2 separate regions of the Mus musculus genome follow, and region 2 is linked to region 1. A link is a contact called in public HiChIP or PLAC-seq data. All regions are on one chromosome and are shown on one strand. The core of a region is the stretch at or near the end of the contact, and the rest is flanking DNA. Distances in the headings are between cores, read along the strand shown.

What was found. HiChIP or PLAC-seq counts read pairs in DNA pulled down with a chosen protein or histone mark.
Region 2: a contact with region 1 is called in a CTCF HiChIP or PLAC-seq map of the NIH/3T3 cell line, with 5 read pairs. The contact joins the enhancer-like site here to the promoter of Adamts5 in region 1. A contact is called at or near these places in 1 of 15 datasets of contacts at CTCF or cohesin (the NIH/3T3 cell line), 2 of 484 Hi-C or Micro-C datasets (adipose-derived mesenchymal stem cells and myocytes) and 3 of 115 datasets of contacts at active chromatin or transcription factors (cardiomyocytes, embryonic fibroblasts and vascular smooth muscle cells).

Annotation. Positions count from the first base shown.
Region 1 is chr16:85,898,969-85,903,718 of GRCm38.p6, reverse strand. It overlaps Adamts5 (a disintegrin-like and metallopeptidase (reprolysin type) with thrombospondin type 1 motif, 5 (aggrecanase-2)), which reads left to right and starts at 2,594. Exons shown (of 8, transcript NM_011782.2): 1 at 2,594-4,555. The coding sequence starts at 3,452. It overlaps Gm46558 (a long non-coding RNA gene), which reads right to left and starts at 3,919. Exons shown (of 3, transcript XR_001781962.2): 1 at 3,722-3,919; 2 at 1-2,888.
Region 2 is chr16:86,346,956-86,351,663 of GRCm38.p6, reverse strand. No RefSeq gene overlaps it. Among named protein-coding and RNA genes, the nearest start is that of Gm32357, 110 kb to the right of the region's middle. Within about 2 kb of position 3,438, at least 37 of the 459 cell types and tissues checked have an H3K27ac peak or open chromatin away from gene starts, as enhancers often do. A contact at or near this core is called in the NIH/3T3 cell line and embryonic fibroblasts, where this site is marked.

The DNA of each region.
Region 1 (4,750 bases), core at 1,345-3,844:
CTGGTGCAGTGTCTTTGTTTCAATCAGTAACAAACTTTCTACAATGTTACAAGAACCTTCCATGAAAACTGAATACATAGCCAGGAAAACAAACAAACAAATAAACAAATAACAAAAACACACACACAAAAAAAACCACAAAAAAGCAAACAAACAAACAAACAAACAAACAAAAAAACCCTCCTTCAATAAAAATTTACTCATTGTATCTCAAGCTCTATCTGCTCCATCCCTGTGACAAGTACTTCCAATAAATACTTACTATTTTATGCTCACATTTTGAAACAAATCTGCCCTTAACATATTTCCAAACATTTGGTTATTTGGTCTGAATTCTAATGTCACTCATTTATCAGACATGAAGGCATGAGATTTAGATTGAGTCCCTTTTGGAAAGCAACATTTTATTTTTCAGAGATAAAAAAGGTGTCAGGGAGGACAAAGTCATTGGGGAATCCTTTAACCTTCTTCATAAGGAACCTGATCAGAAATGAAAAGAATTGCAGTTAATAGCCTTACCCCAGGGTCACCTGAAATACTTGTTTTGTAAAAGATCCTTTGAGACACAGATGAGTAAGTTTCGTGTTTCAAATATAGTTTGTTTTGGAGCCTTTGATCCCAAACACTGAAATACTGTGCATTTTTTTTCCTCCTGGAGGTGCTATAAAAGAAATAAAGTTTTATCTTGGTTATTTAGCAATTGCTGTGGCAAAAAATAACATGATTAGGACAAAATAAAATAATAAAAATTAAAAATGTCTTTTGAGCTTACAGTTTCAGAGGGTTTGAGTCCATGATGGCAGGACCAGTTGAGAGCTCACATCTTGATTCCCCTGAGTGATGCACCTCCTCTAAAAAAGCCGCGCCTCCGAATTCTTCCTAAACTTTCCCGCCAACTGGAGACCTCATATGACCTTATTGGGGCCATTCTTACTCTGACCACTACTACACAAATAGGTACCAGGTAATCTTCCCTGGAGTGACTTGGGTCATCACAAAGCTGAAGGTTGCTGGGAGACAGAGAAGATTGCTGGTGCCTCCATTCTCTGCCTTTACTACCTGCCCATTGCCTTGTAATATTAACTACTGGAAACCTACCTGAGCATCTTGAGAATCGAAACACAAGTGCTTTCAGCAGCATCCTCCTTCTATGTCCCGATATATTTCAGGATCCATTCAGGCTCTCTCGGACTCCTCCACCCGTCCACCCCACACACACCTTGTTCTCTCTCAAATCCATGCCCTCTTTTACTTTAACTGTTGTTTGGCCTTCTCCAGTCTTGGCCCTCGTGGTACCTTCCGTGAGAATGTATCATCTGAAAAAGCTATGTAAGTGTGCCTGCTCTCCTCTGAAGGAGTGGAGTTAAAAGGGATGGAGATGTGTAAATTATCCCGGGGTGTGTGCAGAGACCAGTACTGGACCCTGGCACAGGTCAACTTGCTGTGAGAAAGTCACTAGGGTTTCCTTTCACCTTCTTAGAATTGATAATTAGAGGAAACAAAGGATGGAGGAACTGAGTAGCAGGGGCCATGCCACCTGCCTACTAATAACCACCAATCACCTCCCCTCAAGTATTCTTCCCTGGGATATGAGCTTTGAAAATGAGAGGGCTGACAGTGAGTGGCTGACTTATAAGAAGAGTAGCAAGTAAACAAACAAAGGAGTGTTTGCCAGAAAGTGTGAGCACAAATGTAAAAGTCTGGGGTGGGGGTGCAGATTCCCCTTCAAGAGTTAACTCTTTCCCACCCTGACATCCTACAGCTCAGAGTTCCAGTGGCTGGGATAAGTGACAGATTGTGGGCACTGACCAACTATGCCCTGGAAAAAAAGCTGGGAGTACCGCCATTTATACACAAAGCCAAGGACTTCCCAGGCCGCAGCCGGCCCTGTTGGGGTCACCGCAGTGCTGCATGCCCAGAGACGCGCCAGGAAGCACCGGTGGCTGCCTGGCTGCTCAGCTGATGGCCGGGAGAAGTTAGTCACCCCTAGCCCGAAGTCAGCAAGTGTTGGAACGTGAACAAGCTAGGAGATGAGGAGGCTGGAAATCAGCTACCGGGACCGACTGGAGAGAACCAGGGAAAAGAGAGAGGGACTTGGGGTTGCACAGGCGGCTGCCCTGACCAGTGAAGTTACCAGGTCTACAAGGCCAGAGCGCACTGGCCGGCAAAATGAAGCAAGAACTTCATATCCCGCTCAAGAACAGCAAGGGGAAGGAGGCAGAGAGAGACTTTAAAAACACACCAAAACACCCCTTCAGGAGATGAGGTAAGCCGAGGTTAGCCAACCCCGATTGGTTGTGAAATACCACACAGAACCGGAGTTGCTGTGGCTTTAAATGAGGCCAAGAGAATTTTCTTGTTTTCTGCCCAAATACTTTTTCTCTCTCAATCTCTTTCTCACCCTTACTCCCTCCTTTGTCCCTCCTTCCACCTTGCTAGGTTCTGGCCCCTTCCTCCTTCCCGGTCTGCCTTTCCTCGATCACCCTCCTCCTCTCGCTGCTCCCTCCCCCATCAGATTAGGCGCGGACCGGGAAGGGTGGGAGTGGTGGGGGAAGCTCTCCCTTTAAGAGGCAGCGTGCAGTGACGAATTGTTGAAATTGCCATTGCAGGATGGCACGCCGCTATAAATTCATTGTCCCACCTCCTCGCATCTTCACAGCGCCTGAGCCGCTCTCCGCGCCCGTAGCAGCCGACTGGGGATGATCCCGGGCGGGAGGACGCGGCAACGGAAGGGACCGGGACGCGCCGCCTCGCTGGCTCTCCGCAGGCCGCCTCCTAGCTTTTGATTTTAAACATTTTTAGGTGTTTCCTTTGCTTGCTTTCTTTCCTTTTCTTTTCTCCCGTCTCATTTCTCCCTGCCTTCGGGTTCCAGCGGAGCCGAGGAAGCCCTGAGAATAAGAAAGGAAGTGGGTCGGAGCTTGGAAGCTTTGCAGCCCGCCAGCCCCGGGCTTCGAGGGGGCGGGAGCGGACGCGCACCAGTTGCGGGCCAGCGCGGTCGCCCTTCTTACTCTCTTAGCTCGTTTGTTTTGATCTGTTTGTGCAAAGATCTTGTCTGCGTTGGGCCTCTCTCCTTTTTTGTATTTGGTTGCTCTCCACCTCTTGGCTTTTACTCCCACCAACACCACCCTTTATTTAATTTTTTTTCTTTTATTTTATTTAAAATTTTTCTTCCTCCGTCTCTTGGACCTCCATTCCAAACATTTTCCAAACCAACAAAGAAAAAGTTCTCACAGTGGCACCGGTGCCAGGCCAGGCTGGCTCTCTGCTGCGGATTCCCCCTACCCTTTCCTGGACACTTGACTCAACCTTGCACGCCAGTGTGTAGAGTGTGCGGCTGTGGGTGGGTGGGTGGGAGGGCGAGCCCCCCACCCCCGCCCCTGAAACTTCTATAGCAAATAGCAAGCATCCAGCTAGACTCAGTCGCGCAGCCCCTCCCGGCGGGCAGCGCACTATGCGGCTCGAGTGGGCGCCCTTGTTGCTGCTACTGCTGCTGCTGAGCGCGTCCTGCCTGTCCCTGGCCGCTGACAGCCCCGCCGCGGCACCTGCCCAGGATAAAACCAGGCAGCCTCAGGCTGCAGCAGCGGCCGCCGAGCCGGACCAGCCGCAGGGGGAGGAAACACGGGAGCGAGGCCATTTACAACCCTTGGCCGGGCAGCGCAGGAGCGGCGGGCTGGTCCAGAATATAGACCAACTCTACTCTGGCGGTGGCAAAGTGGGCTACCTTGTCTACGCGGGCGGCCGGAGGTTCCTGCTGGACCTGGAGAGAGATGACACAGTGGGTGCTGCTGGTAGCATCGTTACTGCAGGAGGAGGGCTGAGCGCATCCTCTGGCCACCGGGGTCACTGTTTCTACAGAGGCACCGTGGACGGCAGCCCTCGATCCCTAGCTGTCTTTGACCTCTGCGGGGGTCTCGATGGCTTCTTTGCAGTCAAGCATGCGCGCTACACTCTAAAGCCACTCCTGCGTGGGTCCTGGGCAGAGTATGAACGAATTTATGGGGATGGATCTTCCCGCATCCTGCATGTCTACAACCGCGAGGGCTTTAGCTTCGAGGCCCTGCCGCCACGCGCCAGTTGCGAGACTCCTGCATCCCCATCTGGGCCCCAAGAGAGCCCCTCGGTGCACAGTAGATCTAGGAGACGCTCAGCGCTGGCCCCGCAGCTGCTGGACCACTCAGCTTTCTCGCCATCTGGGAACGCGGGACCTCAGACTTGGTGGAGGCGTAGGCGCCGTTCCATCTCCAGGGCCCGCCAGGTGGAGCTCCTCTTGGTGGCTGACTCGTCCATGGCCAGGATGTATGGGCGGGGCCTGCAGCATTACCTGCTGACCCTGGCCTCCATCGCCAACAGGCTGTACAGTCATGCAAGCATTGAGAACCACATCCGCCTGGCGGTGGTGAAGGTGGTGGTGCTGACGGACAAGGACACGAGTCTGGAGGTGAGCAAGAATGCGGCCACGACCCTCAAGAACTTTTGCAAATGGCAGCACCAACATAACCAGCTAGGGGATGATCACGAAGAGCACTACGATGCAGCCATCCTGTTCACCCGAGAGGTAGGTACAGAAGGTGGGTGCCCAGCCCTGGGATACAAAGACTGGTGGAAGGGCAGGTCTTGCTAGTGGCTCTGCTTCTCCCATAAAGGACTTGTCACTCAATAGAGATTTACTTAAATGCATCTTGCATGCAAACCACTCAGCCCCCACTTACACTCAGGTGTTTCGGTGAGCCTCTGCAGTAATCTCTGCTTT
Region 2 (4,708 bases), core at 2,189-4,688, 450 kb before region 1:
TCTTAAATTTGACAATGAGTAAAAGTGTATATATAGTCTAGAAGCAAAGGGTAATGCAGATTTGCAAACAAGGCAAACTTTTTAAAAATTAGGTATTTATTTCATTTACATTTCCAATGCTATCCCAAAAGTCCCTCACCCACTCCCCCACCCACTCCCCCAACCACCCACTCCCACTTCTTGGCCCTGGTGTTCCCCTATACTGAGGCAGATAAAGTGTGCACGACCAATGGGCCTCTCTTTCCAGTGATGGCCAACTAGGCCATCTTTTGATACATATGCAGCTAGAGACACAAGCTCTGGGGAGTACTGGGTAGTTCATATTGTTGTTCGACCTGTAGGGTTGCAGATCCCTTTAGCTCCTTGGGTACTTTCTATAGCTTCTCCATTGGGGGCCCTGTGTTCTATCCAATAGCTGTTTGTGAGCATCCACTTCTGTGTTTGCTAGGCCCCGGCATAGTCTCACAAGAGACAGCTATATCTGGGTCCTTTCAGCAAAATCTTGATAGTGTATACAATGGTGTCAGCATTTGGAAGCTGATTATGGGATGGATTCCCGGATATGGCAGTCTCTAGATGGTCCATCCTTTCGTCTAAGCTCCAAACTGTGTCTCTGTAACTCCTCCCATGGGTGATTTGTTCCCAATTCTAAGAAGGGGCAAAGTGTCCAGACTTTGTTCTTCATTCTTCTTGAGTTTCATGTGTTTAGCAAATTGTATCTTATATCTTGGGTATTCTAAGTTTTTAGGCTAATATCCACTTATCAGTGAGTACAAATTGTGTGAGTTCCTTTGTGATTGGGTTACCTCACTCAGGATGATGCCCTCCAGGTCCATCCATTTGCCAAACTTTTGAAGGACCTTAAAGAGGATATGAATATATCCCTTAATGGAGTCTTGGGAAACACAAAGAAGAGGTTGAATGAAATGGCTATGCCAGTTGAAGATAAGACATTATGAACCAAACTGAGATAAAACTGGAAATGAAAAGTTTAGGAATGAAAACCTCAAAGATTATCTTCAGCAATGGAGTTTGAGAGGTGAAAGGGAGAATCTCCGGTATTGAAGACAAGGTAGAAAAAAAAAAAAAAGGATACCTCAGTCAAGAAATGTTAAATGTAAGAAAATCCAGGCACAAATGTCCAGGTAATTTTAAACATTAAAACATACAAAAATAGAAGGAGAATAGACACAGGTTAAAAACACAGGGAATATTTTCAACAAAAATCCTATAAAAATTCTAACCTGAAGAATGAGATGCCTATCAAGACCAAAAAGAAACTCTCCAGTACATGAAATAATCAAAACACTGAATGAACAGAAAAAGAAAGAAATTAAAGATCAGTGAGTGAGTGCTCCACCACTGTGCCTTCTCCTCAGCTACATCTACCGCATTGCTAAAAGAACTCTGAACACTAGGAAGGGATTTGGGGTGATAATCTTAGATGTGCCTTGCCTATTTAAATAGCTGCATAGGTCTGTCAGTTACTGAGTCCCAGTTTTCTTTTCTTTTCCTTTTCTTTTTTTAATTTTTTTTCCTTTTTTATTAGATATTTTCTTTATTTACATTTCAAATGTTATCCCCTTTCTGGGTTTTCCCTCTGAAAACTCCCTATCCTCTCCCCACTCCCCATGTTCTCCAACCCACCCACTCCAAGACAGGGCTTAGGTTCCAGGATCCACATGAGAGAACTCAAAACTACTTGTAATTGCATCAAGAACTAACACTATAAGGTCTCTTTGGGGACCTGTGGTCATATGTACAAACACACACACACACACAAACACACACACACACACACACACACACACACACACACAAGTATTTCTTAAAAAAAAACATGAAAAGAAAGAACTTCAGAGACCTTTAAACAGATGGTCTTCCTTACCCTACTCCTGTGAACCACTGGTTGACAATTCACTCATGTGGCTTCATCTCAAAGCCCTCACATCTCTCCTTATTAGAATGGCATGGGCTATGTCATCTTTGCTGGAGTCTAGGTTAATCAGAGATGTATTGAGGGAGATCAGTAAAATTAGATTGAGAAAGGTCCTAGGTCTCCAGGGAGAAGATGAAGAAAAAAAAAAGATGAAGAAATTAAAATCTGCAAAGGTAAAAGACTGAGTAACATAACCTGATACTTCTAATGGAGTCTCTAAAATTCCAGAAATGCCTGGATAGTTCTCTTACAAGTTCTTAGACCACAGATGCCAGCCCAGACTTCTATACCAAGAAAAACTATTGATCCCCATAGGTGGAGAGAGAAAAAAAATCAATGGGACACAATAATTTTCATTTGCCTAGAAATGAATGTGCTAGATTGGTAGGTAATCAACTCCTGAGCTCTTCTTCCTGTTTCTGTCTCCTGAGAACGATGATTCCCAAGCAAAACACTGAGATGCTCTATTTTAGATGGTCTTTAAGATGGAACGGGGTATCCTTGCTTGCAAGACATTACTTCATAAATCTTTCCAGCCTATGAACAACATATGCTTTTTACTTCTTATTGTTTGGCAGTTTCATACAATTTTGACACTAAATATGAGTCACTGTCACAACTCTTTTTCTCTCTTACTCTCTCTTATCCTTCTTCTTTTATGAATTCTATGGTTGACTAGCCCCTTGTATTTTGTATCTTATTTCTGTAAATAGCATATTAAGTTTAACGCATTCCTCATCCAAGTAGGTTTTATGATGGAGAAAAGTCAGTATATCTGTGACTTCAATACTGAAGAATATCGCATGATCCTGATTCAGCTATATCACTCCTGGACATATAGTCTAATGACTCCATATCCTAAATCAGAAATACCTACCTGTAATGCTCACTGGAGGTTCTGGTCACAACAAGGTGACTGTCAAACCAACTGAGATGGACACCAGCTGGAGAACAAATGAAGAAAAATGTGGTGCACATACAAAATGGAGTTGAATTTAACAGTAAAACAGATCGAAGGTTGTAAGAAAATGCATGGACCTAGAAAATAGTACCTTGTGTGAGTTGACCCAGGGCTGAAAAGACAAATGCTGTGTTTTATATTTTATCATTGGATCCTGGTTACATTTTTTTTCCAGAGGCATGCTTAGCATTATGTGCCAATTAAATCTAAGAAGATAAAACATACACAAGGGAAGAGGGAAAAAAAAAACACATTCCATACATGATAATGGAGACTAGGAATGTTGGGTCTAGAGTGATCTCAGTATGGGTGGAAGGAAAGGATGCATAAAACGGAGTTCTAACAAAATCTACGTATATAAGCAAAAGACATAGTAAGCCTGCTAATCATAAGATTGTTATGAAATATAATATAATCTAGTTTGAGTGAAGGAAGGTAACTTTCATGAACGGGTAAATAGCATTGACTTCAATATAAATGTTACCCTTTCAAAGACTCCATTGTGCTCTGGTATGAAGATGTGTCATTAAAAATGTGTCACAGAGTAAGAGTGTCGCTGTTGAGTGACTCACAATTACGTGCTCTGAAGAGGAGTCAAGGCACTCTCAATCAACGCATCCAAAAATTTACCTTGACTTTTTATGTGAACTAAGGATGTGTAAAACACCTTGTAACTAGTTTTTCTCTCGTAAAAGTGTCAGGTGAGTCCTAACCAGCAGTGTCCTGTGAAATAATGTAATAAGGAGAGTCTCTCTATATGAAACACATGCATGTGATTCAGAGAACAGTCATATTTTCCATAGTGGATGCTATGAGCTTTTTAACAATATCACAGAAACTCTGAGTCACTTCCGAAGTATTTAGTTTCACTTATATTAGAATCTTTGTGTGCGACTTTAAGGAATTTCAGTGACCTCTCTACTCTTTCCACGTCCCAACTTTTTGTCTTCTATTCACATAGTAAAGTATTTCCTCTAATCCCTATCTTCTATTAATGCATTGTGTATTATTTTAATGATTTCTAGTGTTTTGAGTAGTCTGAAGCAAGACAGGATCCTCAGTTGCATTTGCTGAATGGGTTTATTGTATTTTCAAAATATTTCAAGCTCTACTGTAGCTTTGACACTGCCCAGTGCTATTTTAACATAGACTCACCATTACAGTTGAATCATTACTGGCAATCCTGATTTTTATTTTTACATTTTAAGCTACTGGAGATGTTTGAATTTCACTTTTATTATTTAGAAATGAAATTAAGTTATTGGTTTGACTTCCATTTTTGGATGTATTATTTAGGGGTTACTGAAAAGAAGTATTTATGTTTGTCAATTATTTATTACTATATTTTTTTTAAAAAAATGTTTGACCCAGTCATGAATTCTGCTTTTCATATTAATTTAAAAACTTTATTACTCTCCCTGTTTTCATCTGTGAAACAGAGTCTCTCCAATTTTGTTCCAGAGGATGAATATTATTACAGTCAAAATTGCATTCCTTTTGTCAACAGGTCATTTCTCATTGACTACCCAAGTGTGGAGGAGATGGGACATAAAACGCAAAATACTTAACCTTGTGTTACTGATTCAACAGTGGCACTGGAGCAAGACAACTCTGGAAGTCGTTCCTGAAACATTACCTCATCTTTACAATAATGATTCATGACTAAAGAAGTCTCAAGATTTCACAAGTAAAAGATGTCACAGAAACGTGGTAGGAGTGAAGGGGTGGATAAGAAAGGGGAGAGAGAAACAGCACAGCATGAGGAATAAGCAGGTATGTTAGCCCTAGCCTGTGTCTGCTGTCACATT